Linked DNA regions of Mus musculus: regions 1, 3 and 4 are each linked to region 2. Evidence: chromatin contacts called from public HiCAR-type and promoter capture Hi-C data. All regions are on one chromosome and are shown on one strand. Each heading gives the region's core, a stretch centred on a gene start, on an enhancer-like site or on the middle of the called end of the contact. The rest is flanking DNA. Distances are from core to core; before and after follow the strand shown.

Region 1 (4,740 bases), core at 1,574-4,073, 1.6 Mb before region 2:
AGGAAGGAACAAAATACTAGAGGTCCTTAGATGGCTCTAGCTTTCCCCAACCCCTCCAAAACACAGCCCTAAGACTGCTCACTATGCCAATCCCTTTTACAGATATGTGTGCTACAAGGCAATGCACAAGGTAGCATGGAATTGCAGCCTTTGCTTTTAATTCTTTGAAAGACTCTGTCTCTGTCTGTCTCTGTCTCTCTGTCTCTCTCTTTGTGTCTCTCTCTGTGTGTGTGTGTGTGTGTGTGTGTGTGTGTAAGGGAGCTTGGCATTTTCTACCATTCTTCAGTTACGAACCCCTTTCATCTGGCAGGGTAGGGGTTAAGCTACTTTCTAACATTATTATGAAAAAGCATCTTTAAAATATAGGCTGTTGAGCGCAATAACAAGTGGTCAACACCAGCAAACAGATTTGGGTGAAAGAAAAGGAAAACATGAAAGCCCAGTTACTCATTAGTGATTTCCCAATGTACCAAACAACACTGCACATCAAGTATCTACGAAGAGAGGATTGCAGGCAGGAACAAAAACAACAGAGGCTTCAATCAACTTCTCTGTGCAAACGGGACCATCAAATGTCTGACCTGGATCTACCAAACATCATTTAACAAAACAACAACAACAAACAAACAAAAAACAAAAAAACCACGGAGCAGAAGGAACACAGACAGTCTGGATGAGATCTATTTTTAAAAGATTCTTTTAAAAATAGAACAAACTTGAGGATAAAAAGACAGCTGAAGTGGTCATGACTGCAGTGTAATAGGCAGTTGCAGGGCACCAATGTGGTTTCCTGATTTAGCATGGTTGCTTTTTATAAAGTGTTTTCTTGATTGCATCCTTCTTGAAAATGGCTATTTAAGTAATTTTAGAATTAAAAAAAAAAACCTGAAAATGTGCAGTTAATTATAGTTACAATAGTTTTCATAGCAGACACATTTTTACCAACTAATGAGCAGAATTTATCCTGTGCACTTGTCCTCTAGACAATTTTAAAGTCACACAAACATCCTACCCTTCCCAAATCAGAGGACATTAATACAGTCCTGCAGATCTATAAAAGGTAACTTAGAAGGCCTTGCATGCTAAGTACTGAGAGGAACGCTTTGGTGACATAGACTTTTTTCTCTTTTATTTCCATAGGGAAGCATTTTGAGTGGTCGCTTCAGAAAATCAGTAGTCTTTATTTTTCATAATTTTATATTACTTTTTTTGAGTCTCTGAACTTCTACAAGAAATGTGTGGTATCTGCAGCACTCAGCATATCAGCCTTCTAAAATTCATGTCAAGAATACCTACGAACTTATTTTGTTGTGAAGTATGAATCCCATCACAAATGATTATCAGTTAGTATTGAAAGTCTTCTAAATACTTTGTTAATGTTTTAATATCAGTGATTACAGAAACACCATGATATGGATATTTGGGGTCTTTATACTCAAAACCTCAGGATACCAAATCTTATTAAAGTAATGATCGTGAGTACATTGACCCTTAGAGTTCTCCATTTACTTGGCAACTTTAAATACATTGGAACTGATCCCTTGTGTGCTCTGGCAACCAGGCAAGAACTTGTATGGAATTTTAAATGGTATACATCACACCACTATTATTACTACGGGCCACCGGAGCTACATCACACACCATTATTATTACTATGGGCCACGGGAGAATTGAAATACAAAAGAGTGCCTTTTCTCTACCGCTCTGTTATCAGAACTTACCTGCCCCGCAGCTTGCCAGGTAAAATTCATGGAGTGGATATTGACAGGAATGGCTGGCATTCTTTGTTGGGCTTTCCTGAAATCATGTGTAAAGGGGGCCATTTTCCCCTCCGAGACAATCAGAATGTCTTCTTCAAATCCTGTTGTGTAAATAATAAACAAACCTATCAAACTAGTTGCGTTTCTAAGAAACAGACGTTTCATGTAGAAAGCAAAACCCCTGGGAACCAGTGCAGGTCACTGCTTTTCATAAAGCACCTGCCTTTGATACCAACAACAGTACCAGAGTTATTTTTCCTCTCTCTGTGGTAAAAAAAAAAAAAAAAAAAAAAAAAAAAAAAAAAAAAAAAAGTGCTTACAGTGAAGTAAGCGGGTGCCACCGCTGGATTCCTGTTACAAATCTGCAGTCAGGACTAGCAACAGCAGGGCTGGGATGTTGGGTCGGCTTTGCTTTTTTGAGAAAAAAATCTCATAAGCCTCTAAATAGAGAATCCTGATTTTTAAAAAGAGGGGGCAGTCACCCTTGAAGTTGTTTTAAAACACACTCGGTGCACGTGTCTCCGCTCTAATGGAAAAACTGAGGACCACTGGGAAGGTGCAGATGCCGGACCTTACCTATGAGCACTCTAGCCTGATGGGCGTCGATCCACAGGTACAAGCTCTCCTCAGGTGGCTGCCCTGCATCCGCTCGCAGCAGGAGCAGGCAAGGTAGGATGCTCCAGAGCCGGAGCGCGAAAGCAGGGAAGGCTCTTCTCCGAGCCATGGTGCTCAGGACCTTCTCGCTGGTGGTGCAACTCCTGCCGCAGCGACCCAACCTGTGCTGCTTGTGAAGTTCTCGCCTTGGCTGCAGCTGGCGGGGCTGGAGCTGTTCCTACTTAAACGACTGGGCGTGCAAGTCTCCAGTCTCCGTTGCGAGTGAGCCTGGGAGTGCTGGAGAGGAGGGAGCAAGGAGGGAGTGGATGCGCGGCCGCGTAGAAAGAGGTGGGGGCTGGAGGGAGAGGGGGACGCAGAGACACGATGCTGGCAAAGCTGGCAATGCCAGCACGTCCCACAGCGCCAGCAGCTAGAGGAGCACACTCGAGAGGGAGGAACCGCGGGAACTGCTGGCAAAAGGCGAGCACTGAGAGCGGCCGGTGGTGTGCAGGCGGTCGCCACTAGGGAGCGCTGCGGAGCCGCGGGGGCGGGGCCGCGGTACCCGGTAGACCCCGCTCGCCTGCGCCAGGTGAATGAAAACGGGGACACAACCAAGAAACACACCCAAAGGGACTTCTGGGTCATCACTCAGGCCTCCTGCCGCCCGAAGAGACACGTGTGGATGGCCGGGGTGCTATAAACAAACAAACAAAAAAATCTGGGCTCGATTCGTGGTCAAAGATAAATTCCGTTTAACAGTGGAGCTAACGGAAAGCACATAGCCAGCCCACCCTTTCTCTTCGAACTACATTTCAGACTGCATCTCTGTGTGCCTGTCTGCAAACTCTGACTTCTCTAGCTGACAGTTTGCGCTCTCGCTCTCTCTCTCCTAGGAAGTTAAATACTGAGACTCCACAGGCTAGTCGGGCTACTGCAGGCGCTGGTCCTCGCAGGACGTTCATTTATTTCTGCACTGGACAGACACCCGACAGGTGGCGTGGTTTGTCTTCTTGATAACCCAGTTGCACCCGGAATAGTTCCCTAGGACCTCGATGATAGCTGTAATCCCTTTCCCCCCATCCCTGCTCTACGACGGTAGGACTCCCCTTAAAATTGGATTTGGGGGAAAACATTAGGAGGCTCACGCCCAGTCTCTGAAATCTTAGGCGCTTGAGGGTAAGACTGAGGGTCTGGTGGGAGAGCACTTAGCTAGCGGCGGCTTGCAGCATTACCTCTGCACGGAAGGCTTTTTTGCCTGCCTCCTTGAACGTACAGAGAAAGCAGAAACAAATGGTTTTTCAAAAACACAGAAAGTTTTCAGACCCCGGAAAAGCTTTGTTTACTTTTTTTTTTTTTTTTTTTTTTGCACCCAGTGGCTTTCTAGCAAATGCCCCCCAAGGATCTAGACTCTGGCGCTGGGCTGTGTTCCCTTCTGTCCTTTGTAGAGCGGTGGGTCTCTCAGCAGGGGATGGCAAAAACAGAAACTACAGAATAGAAGCCGGACTTGGACGCGTACATGTTCAACAAATGTTAGGTCACAAGCATATTTTTTTAAAAGAAGGAGGAATGGGAAGGGAGGAGGAGGAGGAGAGAAGGAGGAGGAGGAGGAGGAGGAGGAGGAGGAGGAGGAGGAAGAGGAGAAGAAGAGGAAGAAGAAGAAGAAGAAGAAGAAGAAGAAGAAGAAGAAGAAGAAGAAGAAGAAGAAGAAGAAGAAGAAACATGTGTTAAAACTGTGAAATCTGTGTAGGTATCTAACAGATTGGTAGGAAGGTATTGTGTTTGGGAGTTAGACACGAAGACTGTCCATTGTGACTGTGAACTCCATGAAGCTTCATTTTAAAAATTCTTCTCAGGCAGCTACTGTTACTACTCTCATTTTACTGATGGGGAACCAAAGCTTTAAAAGTCTAGTAAATTGACCGCAGATATTCAGCTGGTGAGTGACAAGAGTAGGAATTCAAATCACGATCGCTCTAACTTCAAAGCCCCTTCTTGCAAATCACAATTAAGACGGTTTGCCTCAAAAAAGCTTAACATCTACTCTTTCTTTAAAACAAAACATTTAAACTGGTTGTGGTAGCACAGGCTGTAATCTGGGGGCTAAAGAAGTAGAGGCAGAGGCATCAGGAGCTCATTGTTAATACTAATCGACATATGGAGTTTGAAGCCAGCCTGGGCTACCTGGGACTCTGTCTCAAAAAAACAAAAACAAAAACAACAAAAAACAAACAAAAAAGGATCTTTTCCCAACATTCTATTTTATTAATTAATTGTTGCAGTGAATATTAATTTATATAATGTTTTACTATATTAGGCAAACTTATAACCCTTTAATATTGTAAAAACAGTGTCATTCAGTTACAGGTAATAATTTCGCAACACAATA
Region 2 (4,828 bases), core at 1,268-3,767:
TTCTCAATAAGGCAGGACCTCAAAAAATACTACTAATATACATATATATATATATATATATATATATATATATATATATGTATGCACACACACTTCTATACACACGTGCTGTTTAGAAAAACATCTCATGAGCAATGAATAAAAACATTGAATAAATAAATAAATAAATAAATAAATAAATAAATAAAAGCAACCAAGGGCCATACATTCCCTGTTCCCTCCTGTTGGAGGAGCTTTGGCTGCCCAATTTGTCTGACTCAGATTTTTGTGCACTGGAGGAATTCCGGTCTTATCTCAACCAAGCAGATTAGGTGATCATCTTTCAAAGTTACTATATTTCTAAAAGACATACAAGTACATTTTATTACAATCCCCCCCCCCAAAAAAAAAATCTACCCACTTCAGCATTCTGATAAAAACCTAGGGGCAACACAGTAGTGATTTTTTTTTTTTAATCATCAAACTGACGCACTTAACATCAGGTGCGTCGCAGCATTTAGCTGATAGGACAGACCTGGGTGCTTGACAGACCCCTTTCTTTCATTGCTTCAACCTGGTAGTGAAATATTGGCACCTGGATCTGCAAATCTTAAGATATGGTTATGCAAAGGCAGGCATTGAAGCATTTCTGTAGCAGGGATACCACTGGGCGCGGGGCGGGGGGGGGGGGGTAAATCCATGGTCACACGCCAGAAGTGTACTGCAAATGAATGCACAACTCTAATAAGGAAGTGGTTTTAAAAGGGACAGATTCCCTGAGTCATTAAAAAGGCTATCAACCAAAGACGCGCTGTGCCACCTAGAGAAAAACTGGAAACTGTACATTGGTTTCTTGGCTGTAAGCATTTTTTTCCAAAACCTGAAACTTTTAGCATGACGAGTAACACCAGCCACCGTCCATACCAGCTCCCCCACGCTGCAGAATCAAATTCTTTTGGGGTGGGGGGGGCAGGGGGGAAATAGCGCTGTCCCTTCTACACACCAGATTGGCTTCCTGCTTCCATCACAGCCTACCCACGAAGCACCATTTAACCTCCAGCACCAACTGTTAGTCATGAAGACCCTGCAGCCTGAAAGCCATTCAATTCTCAAGCAGGTTCCTTGAACAAGCCAAAGCAGGCTGTAGTTGAAGCAGCAGGAGTATATAAACCCTGGTGGACCTTGACAGCCAGGGAATCCCTCTGGATGCTGCGCACCCCACAGCCCCATGGGGCCTTGGTAGGAAATTTTGGTGTACTCCGTACATGATATCCAGGTTACGGCCAACCACTGCACAACCCAAACACCGTAAGATGACAACAGAACCAAGCGTTTAGAGTGCAAAAGGCCTTCAACTTTTCCTCTCCGCGAGTCACTTCAAAACAACGTGCCCAGCACACTTGGCAGGCTGAAGCACAAAGGGGCTGCAGAGCCACCTGGCACGGAGAGCCGTGTCTTCCGAAGAAAACAGACAGTAATTATGAAAAGTCCGCAGTCCTGCGGTATTAACTAGAAAGCCGGGACTGCGCTGGGCATAACTCATCTTTTAGGCAGTCACTACCAGCCAGGGGACAGTCAGTCCTCTCTCCCCTCCCCCCTTCCAGCGACCCAAGGCAGCGCCCCCTACCCGCCCCCCACACTCTTCCCCCTTCTACTCCCCCTTTAAGAATCTCCTGCAACTTTGGGTTTGGCAGCACCATCGTAGCCCAGCCAGAGGCGGGGACATCGTCAAGGCGGCCGCGGCAGGAGGAGGAAAGTTTGAAAAGTCACTTAAAGCATTGCAAGATTCTCCCCCACCCCCAGCACCAGGAGAGCCCACCGCACAGAGAGGAGCCGGGGCTCCACGTGCGCAGCGGGCCCAGGAGAAGCTGGAGTTCCCTCTAGGTCCTCGGTAAGAAAAAACAGAATCTTTCCCCGGGCGAAAAGTTGCTTGCCGCAGCACTGTTCCCTTGCCCCCTCGGCTTTTCCCCCCTCCAGATCCCCAAACCCCCTCTCGGATTTCGCAAGGTGCCACCTGGCCTGGAGCGCGGTCCCCGGAGGGCACGGCGCCCCTCCCTTGCCGGCCGGAGGACAGGTCTCGGGGAGCTGGGGGACAGGGAGGCACCGAGGGCGCCCGGCCCGGCCCCCCAGGCTCGACCGCCAGGCTCACCTCTCTCCTGCTCCTCCGCTTGTAAGCAGATGGGGATGTTCTTCTTCCAGCCCGGCATGGTGTCTGCTCCCTGAGCTTGCTCCGGGGCGTACTCGCTGGCTCGCTCACTCGCTGGTCGCCGGCTCTGGGGCTCGCCGCGCCTCCTGGCTCACGCCCTCCGGCCGGTAGCAACACGCCCGAGGCTGCTCAGCGGGGCTGGGGCGCCGAGGCGACTCCCCGATACATTGAGGCGACGCCGCGCGCCCCGCTGCTCGCCTCCAAGTCTCCCGAGCTCCCCGGGGGTGGCGGTGGCGGTGGCTGTGGCGGTCGGGCCGCGCGGTAACCGGGCAGAGCTGGGGGGGGGGGGGGGTTCTGCAGCCGCGGTGGCGCGGTGTGGCCGCGAGGCCGGGGGACCGGAGCAGGCCGGTGTAGGACCGCCGAGCCCCCGGAGGTGGGCGCCGGCGGGAGCTCAGGGCTGGCGCCGCCTCGCTCCGCTCCTCCTCCTCCACCTCCTCCTCCTCTTCGTCGTCCTCGCCTTCTCCTTCCTCGTCCCTCCGCCGCCAGCAGGTGGGACTCGGAGCCGCCGCGGCCGCACAAAGCTCCTCGGGGCGGGCGGGACCGAGCTGCGGGCTCCCGGGGCGCCTGTCGCCAGAGCCTCTCCCCCCGAGACGCGCGCGAGGCTGGGCGGGCACGGAGGGGCGCGCGCGCTCACACCCTCGGCGCCCGGATCGCCGGCCTGCGAGGCGCGCCCGGCCCGCCAGGTACGGAGCCTGGCACCCCGCCGCCGCTGCGGAGCCCTCGCCCGCCCCTCCCGGGCCTCCCGCCCCGAGCCCGACCGGCCGCTTAGGCGGCTTTGGCGATGACCTCGATGAAGCAGGGGGCAGTGTCCTTCCCTCTAGTCCCTCCTTCTCGCCGCTCACTCCCCTCCCCAGCCCTGCCCGTCGCCCCCTCCCCCAAGTTGAGACTCGCAGCTCCGGATTCGCTAACTTCGCCCTCAACACAGGGGCAGTGGCAACTTTCGGGATGGTCGGCGCTGGTCCCAGGGGTGGGGACGGTGGGAGCCAGGAGCCCCTTTTGTTTTAAAGGATGCAAGCAGACCTCAGCTGAGTGAATATTTAATAGCTGTCTTCAAGTGTAGGAAGGAATTTTATGATCAGGTTTTATGATTAGTTTCTTCCTCTTGTCATAGGCTCACAGAAAGAAAAAAAAAATCAGTGGAAAATGAATAAAGGTGGGGAGGGGGAGGGGGGACAGAAGCCTTTGTACCAGAGCCTGGAAGGTTCTGCCCAGGCATGTGGGCTCTTCCTTGAGACCTCAGTGCTACTAGGAGAGGGACTTTTGGCAGCTGTCTGTCTTGCATGGAGATGCCATTCATTTCTTCAAGCCTGGGCCTCTGGCTGGAAAATAGCCATGCCTTTCCCTCCCATCTGACGGGTTCTGAAGAGTTTGGAGCCCCAGAGGCTGTATCTACTGGAGTGTGGTTTGGGGGTTTCGCCTCTGCGGTTTCTTTTGGCCTCTGAAGGAACTGTGGTTCCTCTCCCTCAATGGGGACATCAGCTCTTGCCAGCCTTCTGCTCTCTCACTGCCAGAGCAATAGCATAATCACACAGCACCTGAAGATAAGGTCTGTCTTCTCCTGCCATCTCATAAACTGTCTGATCAAGCAGGGATGTTGGCACCTGCCGTTGCCCCTTGTGCGAGTGCTTGGTTGTCACTGCAGAGCTGCCCTGCTGCCAAAAACCAGTGGCTGTCTCTCCTAAGGAAAGAAAGGAAAGGATTCAAGAGCAGAGCTACACAGCACCTGGGAGCTGAAGAGCTAAGTAGAAACTGAGTCACAACATCCCAGGGGTTCTTAGAAATCCCATCTGCGCTGGGCAGTGGTGGCTTGGTGGTGCATGCCTTTAATTCCAGCACTTGGGAGGCAGAGGCAAGTATGTCTCAGAGTTCGAAGCCAGCCTGGTCTTCAGAGCGAGTTCCAGGACAGCCAAAACTATACAGAAAAACTCTTTATTGTCCCCGCCTTGGCCCCCCACCCCCACCCCAGTCCCATCTGAGCAGGCTCCTTTCAGACTCTTTGTAAAATCCAGAAAAACAGATGGCATAACTTTGGTCTTGCCCTAAGTTTGTTTCAAGAATGTGCCTTGATTTTCCGGAAAGATTAAAGGGCATCCAGCAATAGCCAGGCTGGCTACAAGTACAGGCATACACTCAGCTTCCAGCAACACAAAAACCGCTGGAGCATTTGATGTAATATCTACGATGCGGATGATTATTCTAACAGGTGTTATTCTGGGGGGCCTGACTAATAAACCTCTGATATGAACTGGCCCTTACTCATGAGGTTTTACTGCAATCAACGGTATGATTGCCCCACCAAAGTGACAGCCTAGTGATGCCAGAGTTCTAACTTGTACCTACTGATTATATTTTTAACTCTGACAAAATCCCTACTATGTGTTGGACTCTTGGATAAAAGCTAGGGATACTGGAAGATTTTTTATTTATTTTATTTTGGTAGTAATTCAAATTAGCACATCTTAGATACTAGGGTCAGATATTATCTTGTGACTAATACAGCTGCAAAGAACAAACTCTCTAAGTCATAACTTGCCCCACCTCGTGTTATTTGTCTCAAATATGTGTTCACTGATAGCGAACATCTTGCATCACCATATCGTATATGGCCATCAGCAACTAAGTCCCTAGCTGTGTCCCGGATAG
Region 3 (4,847 bases), core at 1,949-4,448, 1.0 Mb before region 2:
CTAAACATCAGTCTAAATCCCACATCCCAGATCAGTAGAAAACTTGTTGATGTGACCCAAGGTGCTGATGCCCGATTTGACAGCAGGTGAAGGAGAAAGGGATTTCACGCAGAAAAGCTCAACCTGGAATGAATGCTACAGAGAGAGGGAAGTGAATAAAGGATTGAGAAACCTAAATTTGGGGATTCAACTTCTCAAATGTGAGTGAGAAAAAAAAATGTTTCCTTAAGACAAAAAAAAATATAGCCATTGAGCTTAATTAAAAGACTGGTATATAAAGATAGCACCTCAATAATAAAAATCTTGATAATTTAAAAAATAAAAACAAAGTTTTATGCTTTGCCTGAAAAAAAAAAAACCCAAAACAAAACTATACAGTAACTTAAAAGGATTATAGGCATCAAAGAATAACAATGTATAAGGCTAACTTGATAAAATGGAAGGAAAAACTTGTTTATATCCTGGTTTCTATAAACTCAAAAGAGCTCAAATCTGAGAACAAAATGGAATGAAAACAATTGGCTGGATTTCCCTTTTTAAAAATGTGATTCTCTTAGATTCTAGGTTATTGTGAAAAACAAAACAAAAACCAAAAGACACAACCAACCAACCAAGCAAAAAACCCAAAACCAGCACACATGCACATACACACAACAACAACAACAACAACAACAACAACAACAACAAAACAGTTCAAAGCTCTCCACTGCCACCACCCACCCCGACCCGGGGTTGGAATCTCATGCTTGCTAGCATTTGTACCTTAAACAAACAAACAAATACAAATCTAGGGAGATAATGTGATTCTCAGCATAAAATTAGCTGACTGAAATCCTGGGTGACTTTTGCTTAAATCCATTTCCTAGAACTTAGTCTGTCCCTCTGGCCAATCAAACAAGAATCAAAACAGAAGCCCATATTATGCGCATGTGTAAAATGCACGCATCAAAGAGTAAATGTACAATCTCTCTCTCTCTCTCTCTCTCTCTCTCTCTCTCTCTCACACACACACACACACACACACACACACACACACACACACACACACACACACAGAGGAAATGTGCAAACTCCTCAGCTAGGAAATGTCAGTGCACTCGTGAGAATGTGAAATTTCAGTCCCTTTGATGAAGATACCATCTTTCAGCCAAGCCCTGACAAAACCTTAGGTTCCTGTTAGACCCCTCCCTCGGTATTCATTTGCTGGGCTCCATCTGGAGGTATGGGGGTCTCTTCCTCTCCATCAGAGCTAAGCGTTCCCAGACTCAACGCCAGCCCTCGGTTCCTGCAGAGCACTCTATGTACAGAGAAGTGTCCCAACTCTGCAAAGGGCAGCTGGAAACGGATTTAAAACGGCAACGCTGACCAATCAGCACAGTCGCGCCCAAGCAGACATTTACACGTGCCTCAAGTACAACGGAACCTGGCAGAGCCTAGATCCCGGCGTTAGGGCTGTAAAGAAGGCGTTTTTATTCCACGGTGTTCCGTATCTTTGTAAGAAAAAAAAAAAAAAACTTCACTGGGTGAACATTTTTATTCTGGAGTCAGTCCAACACAATTTTGGGTGCGATGTGGGAAAATCTGACCCTAAGATTTTCTTTCTTCCCCCTTTCAGATTTGTGTTATTCAAGGATGAGAAAGAGGTGCCTTTTAGAACGTTTTACGCCTTTCAAAAAAGTTGACTGTGGCCACGATGGTGTTCACATAACTTAGAAACAGCCCAGGCTATAAAATTAGGACTTGGCAGAAAGGAATTCTGAGGGAGAAGGTTAAAATGAAGGCAAACTTCAGGCAATTGGTGCGGTGGAAGGATAAGTGATCGGTAATATCCCATAGAGTTATGGGCGTCCCAGCACGGGGGTGCAGCGCCTGCTCCAGGAGTCAGTCCTGGGGGAGGGGACCTCGATAAAGGAGCTGGCACACTCGGTGTTCCTGTGTATAGTGTGCAAGTGTGTGCTTTTGTTGCGAATGTGCTTACTGGCACCATCGTGTGTCTGGTAGTGTGTGCTTAAGCACGGGTTTGTTTGCATGCCTGCTTGCCAGTGAAGTGTGTGTGCGCGCACACATGAATTTTCGTGCAAGCTTGTCTGCGATCACACGCGTGGGCCCGTGTATCTTTGTGCACGCTTGTTTGTGCGCCGGCCCGTGCACTCTGGGGTGAGGGCATTTCTCAGTGGAGCGGGGGGGGGGGGGGGGTCGCAAGGGGCGCTCCGACTCCTTGGTCGCTCTTTTCCCGGGGCTGAAATAGTAGACAGCGGCGGTTGACCCTGAATGCTTCCGGAAACTTCGGGCAACCCTCGGTGGAAGCACAGGTAGAAGCCAAGCTCTCCAGGGTGACTCTGAGATAGTCATTTTCTTTCGCCTTCCTAGGACAGCCGCTCAGGGGTGGCCTCCAGCGGCGATCCGGCAGGAGAGCCTAGGCCCTGTCTTTTTAACCCCACTGCTGGCGGGAGCACGTGAGCCGGGGCTCCGGGTGGCAACCGGGCGCCGCCGCCTTCGAGGCAGTTGTGTTTCGAACGCTGCCTCTGGCCCGCGGCCAGGCGCCTGGGCTCGGCTGTCCGCCTGGCCTGCCCCCTCCTCTTGCTTCTCCTGCAGCCCCCTCCCCTTTATCCGCCCACGATCAGAGGTGGGCACTCCCCGTTCCCGCCACCCCCTCCGCAAGTGCGAGCGCGCGTGTACACACACGCACACGCACGCACACACTCATCCCTCTTGAATCCCGGGCAGGAACTCTGAAAACTTGCAGCACGGGCAAAACTTGGGCTCCGGGTGCAGAGCGCAGAGGCCAGCAGCTTGTCCCTCTGCATCTGTGCAGTGCCGCCGCCTGACCCCGCCACCCGAGGAGGCGCGGTGCCACCCACTGCTCTGTTCCTTGCTAGAGCTGAGCTGGGCGCCCTACCGGATCCTGGCAGAAACTTCCACTCTCTCCTCGGTTTCTGACCGCACTAGTCAGTCTCTATCTCTGTCCCGTTCTGTCTCTTTGTCTCTGTCTCTCTCTGAGTTTCTGTCTCTGTCCCTCTTCTCTGTGTCTCTCTCTGGCTCTCTGCGTCTCTGTCTCTCCTTCCCGCCCCCCTCCCTCTCTCTCCCTCTGGGGTGGGGGAGAGGAGGCGGAATTCTTTCCCCGCCTAACATTTCAAGGGACACAATTCACTCCAAGTCTCTTCCCTCTCCAAGCCGCTGCCGAGCGTCCCAGTACCCGCAACTCCCGAGCCTTTGCGGAGAGAGCAACCCTCTCCGCCTCCAACTCTTCCCTCTCCTTCGCTTCCCGCCTCCTCTCCCTACCTCCACCTCTACCTCCGCCACCCACTGCCCGCAGCGCCTCCTCCTTTCCTCCTCCTCCTCTCCTCCTCCTCTCTTCCTCCTCCCCTCTCTCTTTTTGGCAGCCGCTGGACGTCCGGTGTTGATGGTGGCAGCGGCGGCAGCCTAAGCAGCAGCAGTAGTCCCCGGCGCACTCGCCAGCTCGCCTGCTCTCGCCGCTCTTGCCCTCTCCAGCTCTCTACATCCCGTCTCCCGAAAGGTGCTGGGCGGATTCGGGGCGGCGGAGGCCGAGCGGCTGCAGCGGCGGTACCGGTAGAGGCAGTGGTAGCGGCGGCGGGAGGCAGGATGAGCGCACGCGGTGAGGGCGCCGGGCAGCCGTCCACATCAGCCCAGGGACAACCTGCCGCCCCGGTGCCACAGAAGCGAGGACGCGGCCGACCCAGGAAGCAGCAGCAAGTCAGTACGCCGACGCGGAGGGGCCACTCAGCCCACCCGCGACGCCTCTGCCCCCGGGGCCCCGCGACACGCCGGGCGACCGGAGCGCGGGAGCGCAGCGGCTACGGCAGCGCAAGCTAGCCCGCCTGCCACCCGGGTGTAGGTGGGGCGGGAGACCGAGTTCCCCTGGAGAGTGCGCGGCGCAGTCTCTCCGGGTACCCGCGCTCCCCGGCTCCAAGAGCTGGGGTCCCGCGGCGAGCCGTAGCCACCCGGTGGAGGTGGGGTCGCGCGAATCGTGGACAGGGACTTTCGCTATTGTGCGCAGCCCCGGAGCGGCGCGGCGTGGCTCGGGGGGGGGGCATCGAGCCTCGGGGGTCCCAAAGAATAAAAGCGTCGCTTTGTCAGCCGCTTTGGCGACTGGGGGGACTGGGGAGTTCAGGAGGGGCAGGACTGCGAGTCCGAAGCTCTTAGACCCGCGGCTTTCTCCGGCTTCTCGGGGCCGCCTTCCCGTAGGAGGCTGATGCGCCGCGGCCGCCCCCTCGGTGCCCTCCCCACACTCCATGGCCCAAGGCTCGCGCCCTCCCGACAAAGAACGCGTGCGGAGCCGACTGCCCGCCTGGTGCTCCTCCCGAGGATATTTAAATGCCTGCCGAGCTGCTACAGCCGCCGGGGCTGGCGGGGAAAGGATCCCGGAGGATCCCAGGCCCCCGCGGGCCCGGGAAACGCGCTTCGCCCAGGGAGCTCTGGAAGGAAAGTGCACGGTAGCCAGGGTCGCTTCCCCGCCAGGAGTCGGGTCCCTCTTTGGCTCCTCGATCCCGCTCCTCTGAGCAGCCCAAGTTTTAGCTTCCTCTTGGGCGAGTGGCTGGGGGCTGGGAAGGGACGGTCGAGGGGCACCCAGGACCCCGCGGAATGGAGGGTTTTGTCTGCGGATGCAACCAATTAAGAGTGCAAGCCGGCTGTTGCAGAGTTGTGCGCAGCGCCCAGGGCCGGGGGCGGGCGGGCGGGCGGGCAGGGGGTTGGGACGTTCGCAGCAATTTCCAAGCCTAAGGACGCGTCTATTGAGAACAGTAAAACTCCCTTCCCGGCCTTTAAAAAAAACCAAAAACTTCCCATTTTTTCTTTTGCTTTAAATCGCTTCCCTCGGGCCAATAGGC
Region 4 (5,211 bases), core at 2,516-5,015, 1.0 Mb after region 2:
CCTGCAGGAACCTGTTTTCTTATGAAGATATTGGCAAGATAATCTCTTATCTACAAGGTCTACCACCTTCTTCTTTGATTAGTCCTCTCTATTCAGACCAGGAAAAACATTTATGTTAGCCAAGGCTCCCCTTGCTCTAGCAGAATGCTTTGGATATCTACCAAGGAGCCCAGAGACCCAGATGCCTTTGTGAGCTAAGTCCCACCAAGAGATTCTGTACAAGCCACAATTTGAGAGCCACCAACAGTCTAAGTACTGTAGGAACAACCCAAGTCCAAAATAAATGAAAAAATATATATTTTCAATTTTCTCCCAAATCAGATAGGTGTCATCATTTCTGGGATGGGATTAAAAATAAACACAAATCATGACCAGATTAGTAATAATCAATTTGTTGACACAGAGAGTAGTTACAATTTGAAGGTGCAACAATATTTCCTCTTCTCTGCTTTCTCCATCATTAATTTAACTACTTAGATTTTTTCATTCTAACCAGAAGGACCACTTGGGCAATTTTGTGCTTAGTAAAATGAAGACCATTTACTGCTGTGTGGTCTGTCTGTCTGTCTGTCTGTTTGTTTGTTTGTTTCTAATACTGAAAATACTCTGACTCCCTTGCTACATTTCCAAGAAAGACACAGAAGTTTATAGGACTAGTTACTAAGGAAAGTGTATGTGTGTGTGTGTGTGTGTGTGTGTGTGTGTGTGTGTGTGTGTTCCTAAAACATGTTGACAATGCATCAATATAGGATAAGAGTTAAGAGCTTGTCACAAGGTCACCCACAGGAAGCACAAGACCCAGGGTTTCCAAAAAGATGAAACCAAGGCCTGGGGAGTTACAGGTTTCTCCCAACTGTGTGTTGTGAACACAAATGTATTTCCTGTGTTTCAGGACATTGTCAAGACTCCAAGAGACTTAGCCAGAGCAGGATGGAAAGGCAGAAGCAAAGTCAGTGAGAAACGATTATTTCATCCATCTCTAGTCCATGGACTAAGACGGGCTACCATCTCCCTGCTCCTGAGCGAGAGCGGGAGGCTAGTTAGAGGCAGAGGCAGGTAGCCTGAAAGGTGAGCATGAGTAATTAGGCCACAAAATGTAACAAGACACCTGTCCCTTTCATTTGACGTCATTCATCATCAAAGCCCAAGGATGTTTGGAATGCCTTTGGCCTTCTATGTAAAATTTAGAAGAATGAGAATAGTCTTTATGCTTTTAAGTTACCTTTTGGATTCTCACGGCCATACTTTAAAGGTACTTTTAAGGTAGTTTCATGATATAAAGCATGAATGGCTGGAATACCGCCATATCTGAAAGTTAATTGACCAAGCCTTTCATAAGATGTATAAAGCAATCCTTTTAAAGGATGTCTACCATTGCTTCGCCTGAAAACAAACTGGACTGCATAGCACTAGAGGCTAACCAGAGCCGAGGGGTAGGACGCCCAGAAGTCTCCTCAGAGCCTGATTCCTTTCCTTCCCTCATCCTCGTCTTCTACCCTTGACACTGTGGAGGTTTCATTTTGTTTTGTTTTTGACAAAAGAGATAAAACTTATGTAGCGATCCCAGTTGCACCCCAGCCAGTCGTGTGAGTCATCTGTAGTCAGCGTTCCTCCTTGTGGCCTAACTAGGAGGAGGAGGAGGAGGAGGATACAAGTCTTCTCACTCCCTCCTACCCACTGCTCTTTCCACTAACACACAACCTCCCAGCCTAAGCAAGAGTTTCCATCACACACCCAGGGGGGACCACAAGAGCTCTGCTCAATGCTCCCCTATTCTGCCTCCTCCTCAGTGCATTTACCCAGCATGTGGGCAATAGTTTGATTGTCTGTGTTTTTCCAAAATTGACACACACACAAAAAAAAGTCCTCCCAATCTGTCTGCAGTGGGGAAACATGAGATCCTGCTTCACCTCCTAGCTTTATCAGCTGATGAGTAGTTAGTTTCTACCGCTTGATAATTAGAGACAATGAAAAATAAAAAGCCAACAATACAGCAACTTGCAATGCCGTCTCACCTCAAACTTGGCAATACTCATGAATGCATCCTTTTTCGCCTTGCTGTTGCTGAAGAAGGTAGTAATCAGGTGTGATTCAATGACGCTTATGTTGTTGCTGATGGCCTGATTGTCTTTCAAGACTTCAAAGAGTCTGAGGTAGAAAGAGATAATCTGGCTCTGCAGGATTTTCATGTCACCATCCTTGGGAAATAACACAAAGGGAGGATTTTAAGAAATGACCCATTAGAAACAACAGGGAAACTGGGAGAGGAGAAATATTCAACTCACCTTTTGCCAGTTCCTCCAGATATCCAAGAAGAGACTCTTTTCTTCCACATCTATGCCACTTGAGTTCTGAGGAAAAGAGAAAAAAAATTGATTTGTAATTATTTCACCAATTGCCCTGAAAATATCTATCAAGTTTTGTTGAATTCAGTGCTGATAATGGTCACAGGTTTCCTTCTGGGCCCTTCCACTTACTTCTAACAACAAGTATCCCCTAAAAGACTGCATGTAGCCAAACACTGTTACTGTTACATTCTTTTAGCTGCAGGATGTACTGGCCCAGTCTTGAAACTGCAAGGCCACAAATAAACTCAACAAAGCTGACGAGGTTTCAAGTACCCTCAAGTAACCATAGTGAGCTAAAAAGAAACTTACTCTCAAATTAAGAAAGGGAGAGAGAAAATCATTAGAATCATCCCACTGTGCACACTGCCCCCTTATGGTCCAGGCCTCTGAAACATCAGTCTGTGCTGTAATAGGGCTTCATTGCTACTTTAAAAAATAGCTCCAAACACATACGGGAGGCAGCTTGATTTACACTGTGAGGAGAGGATTGACCGTAGATGCTTGAACATTATGCTAATAGCTATATGTATACTAGTATATACATTTGGGACAAATTATAAAATTCTAAGGATATAAAATTTGCTTCTGTTAACCATTAATTTAAAAAAAAAATCACAAAAGAGAAAATCCTGAAAACTCTGAGAAATATAGAGTCTCATTAAACCTCACCAAGCGGCTGGCTTTGATTCGATTGTAGTAGAATTTCAAAATTACTCCTCAGGGTAAAACAACTTCGGGGGAGGGGGGCATTTCTTAAACAGAAACATTAAGAACTTTGCCTCCCATTACTTTAAGTGATAAGCTGTTTCCCTGCGTAGTTTTGGTGGTAATATCCATCTCTCACTATCACTTTCAAGACGTCTGAAGGAATAAGAACCATTGAGGTAAGGATATTTTTTATCACAACTAAATGATAAGAAATCACAAAATCATCAGCATCTTTGTACCTTGGACCTATACTATGCCTATCTTTGGGAAGATTGGTAATTGCCCTCTAACTCCGTAGTAAGTTGGACAGAGGGTTAAATCGATATTGAGATCATTAAGTCAATAAACACCTCTCCAGCAAATAGCAACGTAGCACCCCATCTTCTCAAAATGACTGGGGACCAGAGACGGCAGCCTGGCGCTCACCGTAGCAAGTCAACATCAACCACGGTCAACCAACCACAAGCATTATTAAGAATTCATACTTACAAAATAGTTATTCAGACTTTCTAGGCTTTCAATGACTGTGCCGTGGCAGTAACAGCCAGAAACAGCCATGAGGAAGAGCTGCAAAGCCAAGATGCAGTGTGTAGCGTTCATTGTCTCAGAGCTAGGCCGCAGGAGGAGAAGCCCAGAACTTCTGTCTCAAGTCAGAGGGTCCAAAGGATCAGCTGATGTGTCTTCTCTAGGTCAGCCGATGGCAGCTATAGCCTGCACCTCTCTGGCTTCCAGTTTTATACCTGATCGAAGGCTCCTCGGGATTACGTATTTTCACAAGTTTTTTTTTGGTTTTTTTTTTTTTTTAAGATGGTGACAGATAGGTGGGGGGAGCTAAGTTACTTTGCATTACAGCTATGGTTTTGTGGCATGTTAGAGTTTCCTTTCGACTCCTTGGGCTCTCTGACGATGAGACAGCCCCGCTGTGCCCACCTGTGCCATTCTTGTGGGATTCTCTGAAAGCACTTTTACTTCACACCATTTGGGGTGGGGGCTGGAAATTGCTTTTACGTCTCCCCCTTTTTGCCCTTGTAATGTGAATTTCTCATCCACAGAGCACAGCACAGGGAGCCTTTGTTTGTGGTTGGGGACGGCTGAATAAAAGGAAACTCTTGGGCTTCTCAAACCATGAGGAAACTCTTGGGCTTCTCAAACCATGCAATGGGGGAAGCCTTTTCAAACTTTTCTTGCAAATGACCAGAAAAGCAAGGAAAGGGTATGGTTAAAAAGCCAATGTGGTGAGGAAGCCCTTCAATGGAGGTGATTAGTAAAATACCTACTACAAATCACTCAGGGTCAACGTGCCCAGAAAGAAGAAAAGGCAGACCACATAGGTAAAATAAAATCATCTAGTTCCTCCATTAATAAAAGGGAAAAAATGCAAAATGAAATAAAAGTAAAAATGCAAGAATACTTCATTAGATATTGTATTTCACTCAACACACCCAAGGTATCAATGTGTATCAAGATTTATGATGAATAAGAGTTTCAATTCCTCTGCCACTAAATATTTAAAGCCTAGTGGCTATCCTATATACACAGCAGAAATCACTTCAGGATTAGCCATGTTTCTAACTCTCATACCCACATGTGGCTAAGGCTATCCCAATGACTAGTCCAGCACTAGACACACACTTGTCCCAAATAAGGATTAATAACTGAAAATTGTTTCCCCCATCAAGTTCAAACACTAAAAGTTTCCTTCTCTGTCTTTGGTAACTTATCTATGAAATTCGATCCTTGAGGATGGGGCAGGAGGCCCTCTGCTCTTCAGTGCCAGCCCACGTGTATTCATCCCTGCCTTTCCTGTATTCATTAACATTACACAGTGGCTATGGGTGCAGACTTGAACCATTCATATTCTAGCCTCGGGGTCTTGAGTCAGCATCTTTATGATCTGTGACTCAGTTTCCACATTTATACAGTGAGCTTAACACTAGCATTTTCTTCCGGACTTCAGCCAAAGGCTCAACCAAATGCTCCATGGAAAGTTGAGAGAATTCTTCCCGGCATTCCTAGTGGCTCAATTAAAACTTGATGGTTATTTGGCAATGTCAGATGTTTAACAACGCTATGCAGCTTGTTCGTGCAGTTCCTTTGGCCATGTGCCCCCTTTCCCTCATCTGAGCATCTCAGAGTGGTACCCAGTTATCTTGAC

The links. Promoter capture Hi-C pulls out the DNA fragments that hold promoters and counts their contacts. HiCAR-type assays count read pairs that join an accessible place to other places.
Region 1: a contact with region 2 is called in a HiCAR-type map of astrocytes, with 4 times the contacts expected there. The contact joins the promoter of Wif1 here to the promoter of Grip1 in region 2. A contact is called at or near these places in 1 of 39 promoter capture datasets (the 3T3-L1 cell line) and 1 of 115 datasets of contacts at active chromatin or transcription factors (astrocytes).
Region 3: a contact with region 2 is called in a promoter capture Hi-C map of embryonic stem cells, with 8 read pairs. The contact joins the promoter of Hmga2 here to the promoter of Grip1 in region 2. A contact is called at or near these places in 1 of 39 promoter capture datasets (embryonic stem cells) and 1 of 484 Hi-C or Micro-C datasets (embryonic stem cells).
Region 4: a contact with region 2 is called in a promoter capture Hi-C map of pre-B cells, with 2.8 times the contacts expected there. The contact joins the promoter of Ifng here to the promoter of Grip1 in region 2. A contact is called at or near these places in 2 of 39 promoter capture datasets (liver and pre-B cells).

Annotation. Positions count from the first base shown.
Region 1 is chr10:121,032,087-121,036,826 of GRCm38.p6, reverse strand. Wif1 (Wnt inhibitory factor 1) reads right to left here and starts at 2,823. Exons shown (of 10, transcript NM_011915.2): 1 at 2,337-2,823; 2 at 1,722-1,861. The coding sequence starts at 2,484.
Region 2 is chr10:119,451,723-119,456,550 of GRCm38.p6, reverse strand. Grip1 (glutamate receptor interacting protein 1) reads right to left here and starts at 2,517. Exons shown (of 23, transcript NM_001277292.1): 1 at 2,129-2,517. The coding sequence starts at 2,186.
Region 3 is chr10:120,474,820-120,479,666 of GRCm38.p6, reverse strand. Hmga2 (high mobility group AT-hook 2) reads left to right here and starts at 3,198. Exons shown (of 5, transcript NM_010441.3): 1 at 3,198-3,714. The coding sequence starts at 3,604.
Region 4 is chr10:118,439,600-118,444,810 of GRCm38.p6, reverse strand. It overlaps Ifng (interferon gamma), which reads right to left and starts at 3,765. Exons shown (of 4, transcript NM_008337.4): 1 at 3,546-3,765; 2 at 2,286-2,351; 3 at 2,016-2,198. The coding sequence starts at 3,656.